2 separate regions of the Zea mays genome follow, and region 1 is linked to region 2. Evidence: chromatin contacts called from public Hi-C data. All regions are on one chromosome and are shown on one strand. The core of a region is the stretch at or near the end of the contact, and the rest is flanking DNA. Distances in the headings are between cores, read along the strand shown. Region 1 holds the start of LOC103650935. Region 2 holds the start of LOC103650932 (RNA-binding protein 24-B-like).

Region 1 (5,827 bases), core at 2,239-4,738, 180 kb after region 2:
TACTATACGAGTAATGATGGCGCCCCGCATTTCCTGTGACGACGGCGGCTCTCAGCCCCCTTACGGAAGGAAGAGGACGTCAGCAAGGACTCGACAGCCCCGACAGTTGTCCTTCCGCCAGGCTCCAGCGCTCCTCCGACGGCCACGACACCACGTGAACTGGGTGCCAAGACCTCTCCGGCTGCCATGATGGCATGTACTTAGGGCGCTAGCTCTCCCCCGCTAGACACGTTAGCACATTGCTACACTCCCCATTGTACACCTGGATCCTCTCCTTACGCCTATAAAAGAGAGGACCAGGGCCCTCTTACAGAGGGTTGGCCACGCGGGGAAGGACGGGACGGCGCTCGCGCAAGGCCGCTCGCTCCCTCCCGCGTGGACGCTTGTAACCCCCTACTGCAAGCGCACCCGACCTGGGCGCGGGGCTAACACGAAGGCCGCGGGTTCCACCTCCCACGCCTGTCTCCCTCCGGCTGCTCTCTCCCCCTTCGCGTTCCGCCTCGCGCCGACCCATCTGGGCTGGGGCACGCGGCGACAATTCACTCATCGGTCCAGGGACCCCCCGGGTTTCGAAACACCGACAAGGGTAGATCGGGCACGGTGACTGTGTGCACCGTTGAGGGACGGTGCTGGAGATCGGCCGTCCGTGGTGAAGGTCGCCATGGCGGATGATGACGATGTCAATCTGGTCACCGGCAACGACGACCTTCGTGCGGTAGGGCTTGTCCCAGATGACGAAGACGACATCTAGGCTGATGCTGCTGCTTTGCTCGGTATCGATCTAACCTCTGCTCCTATCGATCTAAGTTCTAATCCGACCAACGCTGGTGGAGGGCTGCTACGGCCACCGATACTCCGGTCGACTCCACCAGCACCGATGGTGGTACTGGTACCTCATCTGTTGGTAAGCGTAAATCTACTATCTGGGTTGATTTTGATGAGGTATTTGAGAAAGTGAGGTCCAATGTTCGAATTGCTGCTTATTTGTAGAATGTGTAAGACTCGTTTATCTGCTAGATCTTCTGCTGGTACTGGGCATTTGCTTAGACACCAGAAAGCTTGTAGGAAGAAGGTTGATCACGCTGCTAGGGTCCAGTCTCGGCTTGCTTTCAATCCTGATGGTTCTCTACACAATTGGGAATATGATCCTATTTTTGCTCGAACTGAGTTATGTCGTCTGATTGCTAGGCTTGACCTTCCATTAGGTATAGGTGAGACATAGGCCTGAGAGGATTATATTGCACGTGCTCATAACCCCAGGTTTACCAAAGTTTCTAGATAGACCACCACTAGATATCTTCTCAAGCTTTTCATTGAACGACGTAATGTGCTTATCAATTCTGTGTTGCCTGCTACTTCTTTGGTTGTGTTAACCTCAGATATTTGGTCTGGTAATGCTAATGAGGACTACATTAGTGTTGTCTATCATTATGTTAATGCTGATTGGGAATTACAGAAAAGGGTCATTGGTCTTAGGCTTATTGAGGTTAGACATACTGGTCAAAATATTGCTGAAAGAATTGTTGTTGTGGTTGAGGAGTTTTGTCTGGTTGACAAGATTTTCTCTGTCACTCTAGACAATGCTTCTTCAAGTTCAAAGGCTATGGATACATTGACACCTTTGTTTGCTGGTTATTTGGGTCCTGATCCTTCACCTGAATCTCAGGATCCTAATAGGCGTAACTACACTCTTATGCATCAACATTGTGCTTGTCATATCATTAATCTCATTGTTAAATCTGGAATGAAGAGACTGAAACCTTTTTTTTTGGAAGATTTTAGAACTGCAATTAATTTCTTAAATGCTTCTAATTCTAGAATAGCAACATTTAAAGAGTACTGCAAAGCAAGGGGTGTTAGACCTAGAAAATTTGGCTTGGATATGGATGTTAGATGGAATTCTACTTATTTGATGCTTAAACACTTGGTCCCATACAAAACTGTTTTTTCTGTCTTCATCAATTCACATTATGAGTCACAATTGTTGCCTCCTATTCTGGAAATTGCATCTCATTTGAAAGCATGTGAAAGAGATATAAATCTTAGAACTATTATGTTTCCAATGCAACTTAAATTCCTTAAGTACTGGAGTGACATACCTTTGCTATGTTCATATGCATTCATTCTGGACCCTAGAGCTAAGATGAGAGTTTTTTTAATGTGTTGCGTTTACTTGGTGACTGCACTGGGTGTGAGTACAGTACATATTATGTTGATGTCAAAAATGAATTGTATAAAATGTTTACTAAATATGAGACTAAGTTTGGTGCAGTTAGGGCTGCTCAGCCTTCTATTCATACAGGTAAAAAAACAAGCTTGGGGAAGAATATTTGGAGATTCCAGTTCAGGTGTTGTTGGTCCTCCCCCTATCTCTACCCCTTCTGCTTCATCTTCCTCTGCTATTTGTGAGCTCTCAGCCTACTTAAACAGTGACAATGTCACTTCTTATGAGGATGATTTTGATATACTTCTCTGGTGGCGTGACCACAAGCTAACATATCCAGTTTTGTCTATAATGGCAAGGGATATTATATATGTTCATGTATCTACTGTCTCTTCAGAGTCTTATTTCAGTTTGACAGGGAGGATAATTGAGGAGCGACGACGACGCTTATTGCCTGAGAATGTGGAGATGCTGACTTGCTTAAAAGAGTGGGAATTAGGAGAAAAGAGAGAACAACATGTTGTTGACAACCCAGAGCTTGAGGACTCATTCCAGAACTTATTCCTTGATGAAGATGAACCTGTTGCTGCTTAGTGACTTTGGTATTTACTACTTAGTTCTAGTCTTCTAGACTCTGATGTGGTCATCTGTTCTGTGCTTTGTCATTCAGTCATTGTGAGAGAGTCATTTTGTATTGTAATATACACATATAAACTTAGTGACTAAACTTTGAGCTGGCTGCACTCTTTTTTCCCTTTCTAGGGTTTCTCACAAGGGTGAATTTTACCTAGAAAGGTTTTTAATGAGGCAGCATTGCACAAAATAGCTCATTTATTATATTTGTCTATATTTTCTGTTGTTTTTGTTGTTTTTAACTTTGGCGGGCTGGTGCTGGCACGACCCTTTTTTGAACGTGCCAAGCGGGCCGTCTCGGCACAAAAAGTGGCCTAGAGGGCCGTGCCTGGCCAACGTCAAGCACGTGAGCTCTCGTATGGCCCGTTAAACACGTATATCCATGCCGACCCGTTTGCTGATGGGCCGTACTTGCCCGGGTCCGTGCCGGGTTGGCCTGTTGGCCTTGGCCATCTATATTCGTCCCTTCTAAAATATAAGTCGTTGTAGTTTTTAAATTTTATATTTATTTTTAAATAGACGATGATAATCTAGACTCGTATATAAAACATATATATTAATTATTATATAATTTATAAAGCATAATTTATATAAAAAAAGTTTTCTTGGAGTGGAGAGAATAAACAACGCTGAGAATCCAAGCAATCGAGGAAATATCCAGCTCAGCACAGGCTGGACGACCGGACAGGCCGCGCGAGTGCGCTACGATTCACACTGCCAACGTGAAGAAGACGAAGCAGACAAGATCTCGCGCGGAAGAGCGCAAAAGCCATAAACGCCTCCCTCTTCGTCCCCTCCTGATGGAGCTCTGGCCGTTTCAAAACCCCCTACCCCCTGCCCGGTGCCACGCGGCCGCGTCCCCGCAGCCTCAGCCCCCGGCCCGCGTCGCCTCGCGCCGGACGCCGCGCTGCTTCTGATTTCCGACCGTTCCTACTCGGTGTCGGCCGGATTCCCTAGTCCTTGTCGTACGGGAGGGTGCGGTTTCCTGGCGCGGATGTAAGTGAAGGCCGTGGCAGGGGCAGGGAAGGAATGCAGAGGTCGCGGCGAGCCCTTCTGCGGAGGACGGCGGCAGCCCAGGAGCAGAGCGCTGTGGCGGAGGCTGCCGCTAACGGAAGGAGGAGGCGTTTGTACGGCTTCTCCGCCTCCCTCGTCGTCGCCTCGTGGGTCGCCGTGCTCCTCCTCCACTCCCTCGTCGGACACGGCGACGGTCAACGAGGTATAGCATCTTCTTGTATCTCGCCCATACCATTTCTCAATCCGTCTTGAAGAGTCAGCCGCGTGGCTGCTTGCGTGTTGGTGATCGTGACACGCAAACCGATCCCCCGGCTGTCCTATGCAACCGATCAGACTCCGCGGCGCTATCGAAGTCAGTCGTAACTTGGTAGATCCGAGTGCCTTGCTGCATTCCTTCTTAATACAAGTCGATGGTTGTTAGACTCACTGATGAACTCCACACCTCCCTGTGTCTCGAGCTGCTAATTTTTCTTGTATTTTAAGATAATGGAAATTACACCTGTGTTGTCTGGTTTCTGCAGATGGAGGAGGCTCTACTGTAGATCTTACTGTTGTAGAGCCTACTGTAAATGTTGGTCCTATTAATCCGGTTGTACAGGAAGAGCATGGAGGTGATTTGGAGATGCCAGGTGATAGCTGTGTTAATTCTGACGAAAACGCTGTGCTTTCAGAGGATACACTGGTGCAAGCAGATCAATTGTGTTCCAGTGATGAGGTGCAGAATGAGAACACAGAAGCTGTAACCATAGACAGTCAGGTTGAGCTTTCAGGAGATCAGGGTGGGTATCTTCCTCAGTCGGGTGTTGATTCTGGAGTTCAACCAGGGGAGAAGGTAGAGAGTAAAGATTTGCCTAGACCACCGAGACTATCACGGGTTGCTCCTCCTGATCTCGATGAATTCAAGACAAGAGCAATTGCTGAAAGGGGACCTGGTATTTCTAGTCAACCTGGTAATATCATCCACCGAAGGGAGCCTAGTGGGAAGTTGTATAATTATGCTGCAGCTTCTAAAGGGGCCAAGGTTCTGGATTTCAATAAGGAGGCTAAGGGTGCTTCCAACATCTTAGATAAAGACAAAGACAAGTACCTCCGCAATCCTTGCTCAGCAGAGGGGAAGTTTGTCATCATAGAGCTTTCTGAAGAAACCTTAGTAGATACAATCGCAATTGCAAATTTTGAGCATTATTCTTCTAATCCAAAAGAATTTGAACTGCTGAGCAGTCTGACATATCCCACAGAAAACTGGGAAACTCTTGGAAGATTCACTGCCGCGAATGCAAAACTTGCTCAAAATTTCACTTTTCTTGAACCAAAGTGGGCTAGATATTTGAAACTGAACTTGGTAAGCCATTATGGTTCTGAGTTCTACTGTACTCTCAGTGTGCTTGAAGTGTATGGAATGGATGCTGTAGAAAAGATGCTTGAAAACTTGATTCCAGTTGAGAATAAGAAAACGGAACCTGATGACAAGACTAAGGAACCCATTGAGAAAATTTATTTGAAAGATCCTGCTGGAGGAAAAGAATTCTCACAGGAAACCCTTGATGAAGATGAATTTGAACTAGAAGATGATAAACCAAACGGTGATTCATTGAAGAATGGTGCTAATGATCCAGTTTCAGAGGCAAGGACACTTCAGGCTGGCAGGATTCCTGGAGATACAGTTCTTAAGGTGCTAATGCAGAAAGTTCAATCTCTTGATGTGAGCTTCTCTGTTTTGGAGAGGTACCTAGTGGAGTTGAACAGCAGATATGGGCAAATCTTTAAGGATTTCGATGCCGATATTGATAGCAAAGATGTCTTGTTAGAGAAGATCCAATCAGAGCTGAAGAATCTTGAGAGCAGCAAAGATAACATTGTATGTATTTTTCTGTACTTAAATTTCCCTTGAACCATTGGTACCTGACAATTTGGTACTTAATGATATATTTCTTGGTTTCAGATGAATGAAGTTGATGGATTCCTCTCATGGAAGTTAGTTGCTTCCTCGCAACTAAACCAGCTGGTCCTGGATAA
Region 2 (5,886 bases), core at 3,340-5,839:
GGAGACCATGGTTAGGCCAAGGGTTGCTCTGGAGCAGCAGAAACTGCAAAGTGCGAGGGAATCAACCGGTAAGGATGAGCAGCCTGTGTTGGAGTTGGCAGGGTTGGAGCTGTGAGTGCCATAGTCATGCCTGTTTAATGGGGATACACACTGTCAAGATATTAGTATCACAACTTAGCAGAAAGAAATTATTCAAATAATTCTGAGAACATGGGAAGTGAGTTTCTTATCAAACCAATGCAGACATATTTTTTTATCACACTTTCTACTGTTTTCAATGCATGCACAATTGGTTATATTCTTGCACTGTAACTTGGCAGATTGACAAACGAATGCTGGTAGGTTATTAGAACAATATGTGAGTTTAGAATTTGCATCAAGTGCTACATTAAGCTAGGATGACAAATGCCCAATTAGATAACTTATGAATCCCCTTTATAATGCTTCTAGTCAGATTCAAGAAGAATGAAGCTAGAAATACCTGCTTGGGCTTGAGGGCTTGCTGCTAGTGACAATGGTCCTCCATATTGCTGAGCAAAGCCGGTCACAGCTGCAGCTGTAGAAGATACAGTTGAGAAGTGGAACATTTGTGGGTATTGTTGCAAGTTGTAGCCTTGTCCACTTGTATAGTTGGTAGTAGTGTTTCCTGACTGCCCAAATTGGAAATATGGATAAAAGGGACTTGTTCCTGTCACCATGCCAGCTGTTGCTCCTCCATAAAACGGGTACTGAGCTCCTCCATATATATTGTAGAAGTTCTATTTAACAGATAAGAGAATCCAATTTAAGTATCTATATATTGTACATTATGTTCATGATAAAAAAAACTGTTATCTACCACTTTCCATTTGTAAGTATCTGATATTTTAGAAAGCTTAGTATTATCTACTACCTAGAATGGTGCAGACATTGATTGCACAGTGGTTGAGCATGTGGTTCTTTGGGACAGCTCCACCAATGAAAAATTGAATCTGAATTTGGGATTCACCGTGGAGCAGCTCCACTAGTGGTTTTGAGATCCACCGTAAAACTGTTTGGGTTATGCAACAGCTCTAAATCCACACAAGAGCATTTTAGTTGGAATGATCTCTTTTGTCCTGGGGAGTGGGGATAGGCCCCACATGTCAATGACTGATATATTCTTCTCCATCCAGAAAAAAACATCGAGACGTGGGGAACGATCGTATGCAGAGGGCATGACCGGCGTTGGCATGAATCTGGCCCCTGGATCTACCTATTTCATGAATCTGAACTGTTTGGTTAACTTTTTGTGGAGTTAAGCTGTTTTTAGTAAATATGTAGTCCTCACAAACAGGGCAGTAAGGCACGGAGCTTCTCAGGTCCTAGATTCGACTCCGCGTGGAAACGAATTTTAGGCTGTGGTTAAAAATATCCTCTCGTTTGGCCCACGCTAAAGACTGTGGTTAAAAAAAAATCCCTCGTCTATACCACGCTAAAGCACAAGTCTAAGATTCGGTCCCAATCACGATCGTTTCTCACATGGGCTACGGTGCCGCTGTTTATGGATAAGGCAGGGGTTCGAGGGTTTTCTTGACTTGCGTGATAATGTTTTCTTCTTAATATAATGTCCGGGGCTATCTTACCTCGGGTTTTTTTAGAGCAGCTCTCTAGCACTGCCTTTATTTTTTTATGTGAAATCACGTGGCAGTTGATCTTGCTTTAGATTTTTCATACCATTGTATTTTTTGCATCTTCATGTTATATTTCTTTATGATAAAAGGTGGCCAACTTTTTCTTAACCATGTTCAAGCAAACGATGGCACGAATACAATGGCTTTTGGCTAAATATTTCGTCATTTGATGTTTTTCTTTGGTGGTCTGTACATACTACCGGAGTTCTGTTTTAAGAAAAGGTGCATGCATGCTAACTGTCAGTCTTTTTAGAAAATTTGTTTCCAGCATAAAGGAATCCTACATATTAAGCACACGAGAGCTGAATGGCAACTCTCAAGTTTTGGTATAGAAGGTAGCTGAATGTAAAATGATAGGTAATTCTGCCTTTCATCAGGAAAAAGGACATGTATTTCTTACATTAGTTTTTCTTATTGTGCGCCACGCACATTTGTTATCCTTCTGTGGGACATTGTGGTATACAATTATATATTATAGCCAGAAAAAGTACGCACTTCAATTTTCCGTGCATTGTTTATCATACCATAATTTTGATGATGCATAATGCAAATATACTTTTGATGCACTCAGTGACATGCATGCTACTGCACTAATTAATTCATGGTGAAATACATAAAAGCACCCGTTTTATTGAACCGTTGGTGAAGTAAATAGAGCTTATTAGCAATATAATTAGGTACTTACTGTTGGATAACCATAGTCTGGGGTATATGGAGAGTACCTGCAGAGTGAAGGATAAAAGGGGTTATTAGTTTTTTCCTTATAAATTAATCATGAATTTTTGTTCGGTTCTAATGTGCTAGACCGAGTTACTTTATTTCTGAGAGAGAGGTCATTGCTATCTCATCTATGCTTACTGTTCACGGGAGTGGGCATATGACAGGGCTGCCATCATGTGCCACTAGCACGCATGGCTACTTTATGCTTGTGTGAGGGACTGAGGATATGTCTGTAAGAGAGTAAAGCCTGATGTCCATTCAACATTGACCAAGGTGGCATGTCAGTATGTCACAATGCACATGCATGTGATACCCCCACGGCCCCACTCCTCGTGACTTTCAAGTTTCACAGGGCCCCGATCCTGACATGTGTGTGTGTGTGGAGAGAGAGAGAGAGAGGTACCCATAGACATGGAAGGGAAGGCCTTGTGGGATGGCATAATGAGGGAAGGTGGCATGAGAAGGAAAAGCTGCGCCGAGTCCACCTTGGATTCCTGCCTGCTGGTTGAAGGATTTCATTACTCTAAAGTTTCTAGCTCCTCCTGTAGCAACATCATCAGCAAAACAGAAGCAAATTTACCCACATTGCTTGCTAATATTATCAGGAGAAGGCACTAATTAAAAAAAACAGGTATTTGCGTCTTTCTGTCTTCAGTCTATCAGTTGTAAGCAAGCCGACGTAGTAATAGAAGTAAAAGATTCTGGTTGCTACCCCTTATTAATATATAGCAACCCGAATATTTTACTTATAGGAACAGTATACTACATTATCTGGAACAAAACAAGGCACTTAGCTCGAGGATAACTAACATCTTTGTACTATTGATGTTCCTTCAGTTCTACCTTTTCCAACAAGTAATGCCAACAGCGCGTATCCTTCTAAGTCTATATATATTTATTGTTCTAACTGAAAGCAATTCTAACATGAACTGTTTAGAGGAAACCACTGTTAAGTAGCAGCATCTTAAATTAAGCTAGACATTTAAACATTTTATTCTCTACTGGATGCCTACACAATACCCTCATTGAGCACTTAGGCTTGTTTGCTTGGAGACCTGCCAGGCAAAGGATCACAGCCCCAGACAGTGGAAATAGGACGCCTGAGGGCTTTGCCTGGGCTAGGCAGCCTTCCGTCCATGCAAACCAAACATGCTCTAGGCTGGCTATTTATCAAAATTAGGCAGTCCCTTGCCATCTCTTTAAGCCTGATTCTAATGCCATGAAGGAACCTTTAGTGCATAAAATCATGGTAGTTAGTTTGTGGTCATGTATGGAAGTACATATAAAATTTCCAGCAATATCCAGGAGGTAGTGCATCTATAATAACTATTATGCTTGTTCTTTTTCAAAAAGCTTAGAGGTGATATGCTCTATTCGACTCAAGGGACTTCATAAAACTCTTTCCAATTAAGCAAACAAATTAACTGTTTCTTCTATGCTGCCTTGTACTACTCTGAAATAATGATAAATATCTAACCATGCTGGGGAGTAGGAGGCCTAGATCTTTGAACCCCAAGGGAAGCAAGATTACAGTTAGCCCTCCTCCCATCAATCACCGGTGCGGGATCAACGCAAGCTCTCATCGCCGCGTCCGGATCCCGGAAGGTAACCTACAATGTGAATTCGCGGTGCATGATTAACTGAAATTAAGCAAACATTACATATTGCATCAGAAAAGAAAGAAAAGTGACACATGAACAGCTAGGGGGCCGGAATGTTTATAAAGTCTACTGAAATTAAATGCATATAAAGGAGATGAATTGTGTAGAACCATACAAATCCGTAGCCCTTGGATCTGCCAGTGTTCTTGTCAGTGATGACAACAGCCTCCAGGATCTCCCCAAACTGCTCGAAGTACTTCCTCATCGTCTCCTTCTGGGTTTCCCACGCGAGTCCCCCAACAAAAACCTTGGTGTAGGTTGTGTCCCCAAACTGCCCCATCACACTCGGTGGACTCATGGTACTTGGAACTTAGAACCAACAAATCTATCTCCAACAAGCAGCAGCAAGGTCAGCAACTTAGGATCTGAATGGCTGGGAGTAGTTCTTGTTAGAGGAGGGGGGAGAGAGGAGAGGGAGGGAGGAAAGCTAAAGGTTAGAGGAAAAGGAGGTAGAGGAGAGAGAGAGAGGGGGGTAGGGTACCGAAACAGCAATATATACTAGAGTTTGCTATAATGCACCCGCGAGGTCCTTCTTGTCCAAAGCACGCTCATATAAAAATACCATGCACCGGGAGAGACCCATCCCGCCAATAGTAGTAGGTAAAAATGACCGTGCTGCCCCTATCAGAGTGAACTAGTAGTTACAGGGTGGCGTTGGGCTGTCCTTGTCTGGAGAGTGGCAGAGACGAAACAGATAATGGGGATTATTCTAACGGGATTAGGGAGCTTAGGAGGAGGATACTTTCCGAACTTATCTGGATCTTAGCGTGTGCTATTTATTATTTGGCATTTGGATTTTGGTAGTAATTTGAGCCTTGCTAATTGTTCAGTTCTATAGCTCATAACATGAGGGAAAATATTTTGAATTCTTATTAACACGGTTCTCATTTTTATAATTTTATTGCTGTTGCAGCAGGACATAATTGGTGATAGCACACAATATGCACAAGTGATTCTGTGCATGAGTTCTTTGGCAATTGGAAGTTGTGAAGTCAGTTATAGCAACATCACCTTGGGTATGTAATTCATTATTATGATCAGTCTATTAAATTTTAGGAGTTGAGAGTTTAAAAAATTTATGCCATCTTTTTTCATGTTATATTTTGGTGGAGACCAGCTAGCAGAGAATCAATTCTTATTAGTTATTAGCTCTTCATCGTGCTCCTTCCTAGGAACCCAATAAAATCGCTCCATCGGAGAACCAAGGAGCAGAGCTAAAGAACCAGGGTGAGCACTCCTTAATTAAAACTTCTTAACAATGTAAATTGAGTGTTTTGAAAATACCATGGCCCATCCATGAAAATTGAGTGTTTTGAAGCCACTTACATATCACAGTGAGCAAAAACACTAGAGGCTAGAGCAACGCTGTGATGTTATTGTGGGCATTTGTCATCCTAGTAGTCCACTTGAGTGAGTGCGACATGCTGTATGGAGGCCGGAGACTTTTGCATAGTACATCATCAACCATGCACAAAGGCATTCTCCACGAGTGAAGATGTTTGATGATATGGGTTGCCTAGCATTGGCAAACCGAAGGGAATGCATGATGTGCCATCAGGCCTGGTCTGGAGATGGACGGCAGGAGATGCCTGGCCATTTGGTGTGATTGGGATTTGCCCCTGTTAGGCAGTTGGACAAGTGAGAGCCACAATTGGGGAATTTGTTTGGTTTAGATGGCAGCAATAACACAGCCTTCTTGTAGTTTCATATATAGGCAATAACAGTACTTCATACAACATAAATCATATAAAAACTCTAACTAAAGAGTATATTCTTACCGCTAAAATGCCTAGCAGAAGGCTAGAAGGTAAGAATTTGGTATCAGCTTTAACGAAGTAAAACTAGAGAGAATT

Evidence for each region. Hi-C and Micro-C count contacts between places; a contact is called where the count stands out from the background.
Region 1: a Hi-C map of leaf shows a contact between it and region 2, with 6 times the contacts expected there. The contact joins the promoter of LOC103650935 here to the promoter of LOC103650932 in region 2. A contact is called at or near these places in 2 of 25 Hi-C or Micro-C datasets (leaf and tassel).

What each region holds. Positions count from the first base shown.
Region 1 is chr3:177,471,708-177,477,534 of Zm-B73-REFERENCE-NAM-5.0, forward strand. It overlaps LOC103650935, which reads left to right and starts at 3,489. Exons shown (of 4, transcript XM_008676534.2): 1 at 3,489-4,013; 2 at 4,333-5,669; 3 at 5,754-5,827. The coding sequence starts at 3,827.
Region 2 is chr3:177,295,517-177,301,402 of Zm-B73-REFERENCE-NAM-5.0, forward strand. It overlaps LOC103650932 (RNA-binding protein 24-B-like), which reads right to left and starts at 4,590. Exons shown (of 6, transcript NM_001328613.1): 1 at 4,149-4,590; 2 at 3,850-3,982; 3 at 2,776-2,914; 4 at 2,338-2,374; 5 at 482-758; 6 at 1-150. The coding sequence starts at 4,331. The coding sequence ends at 125.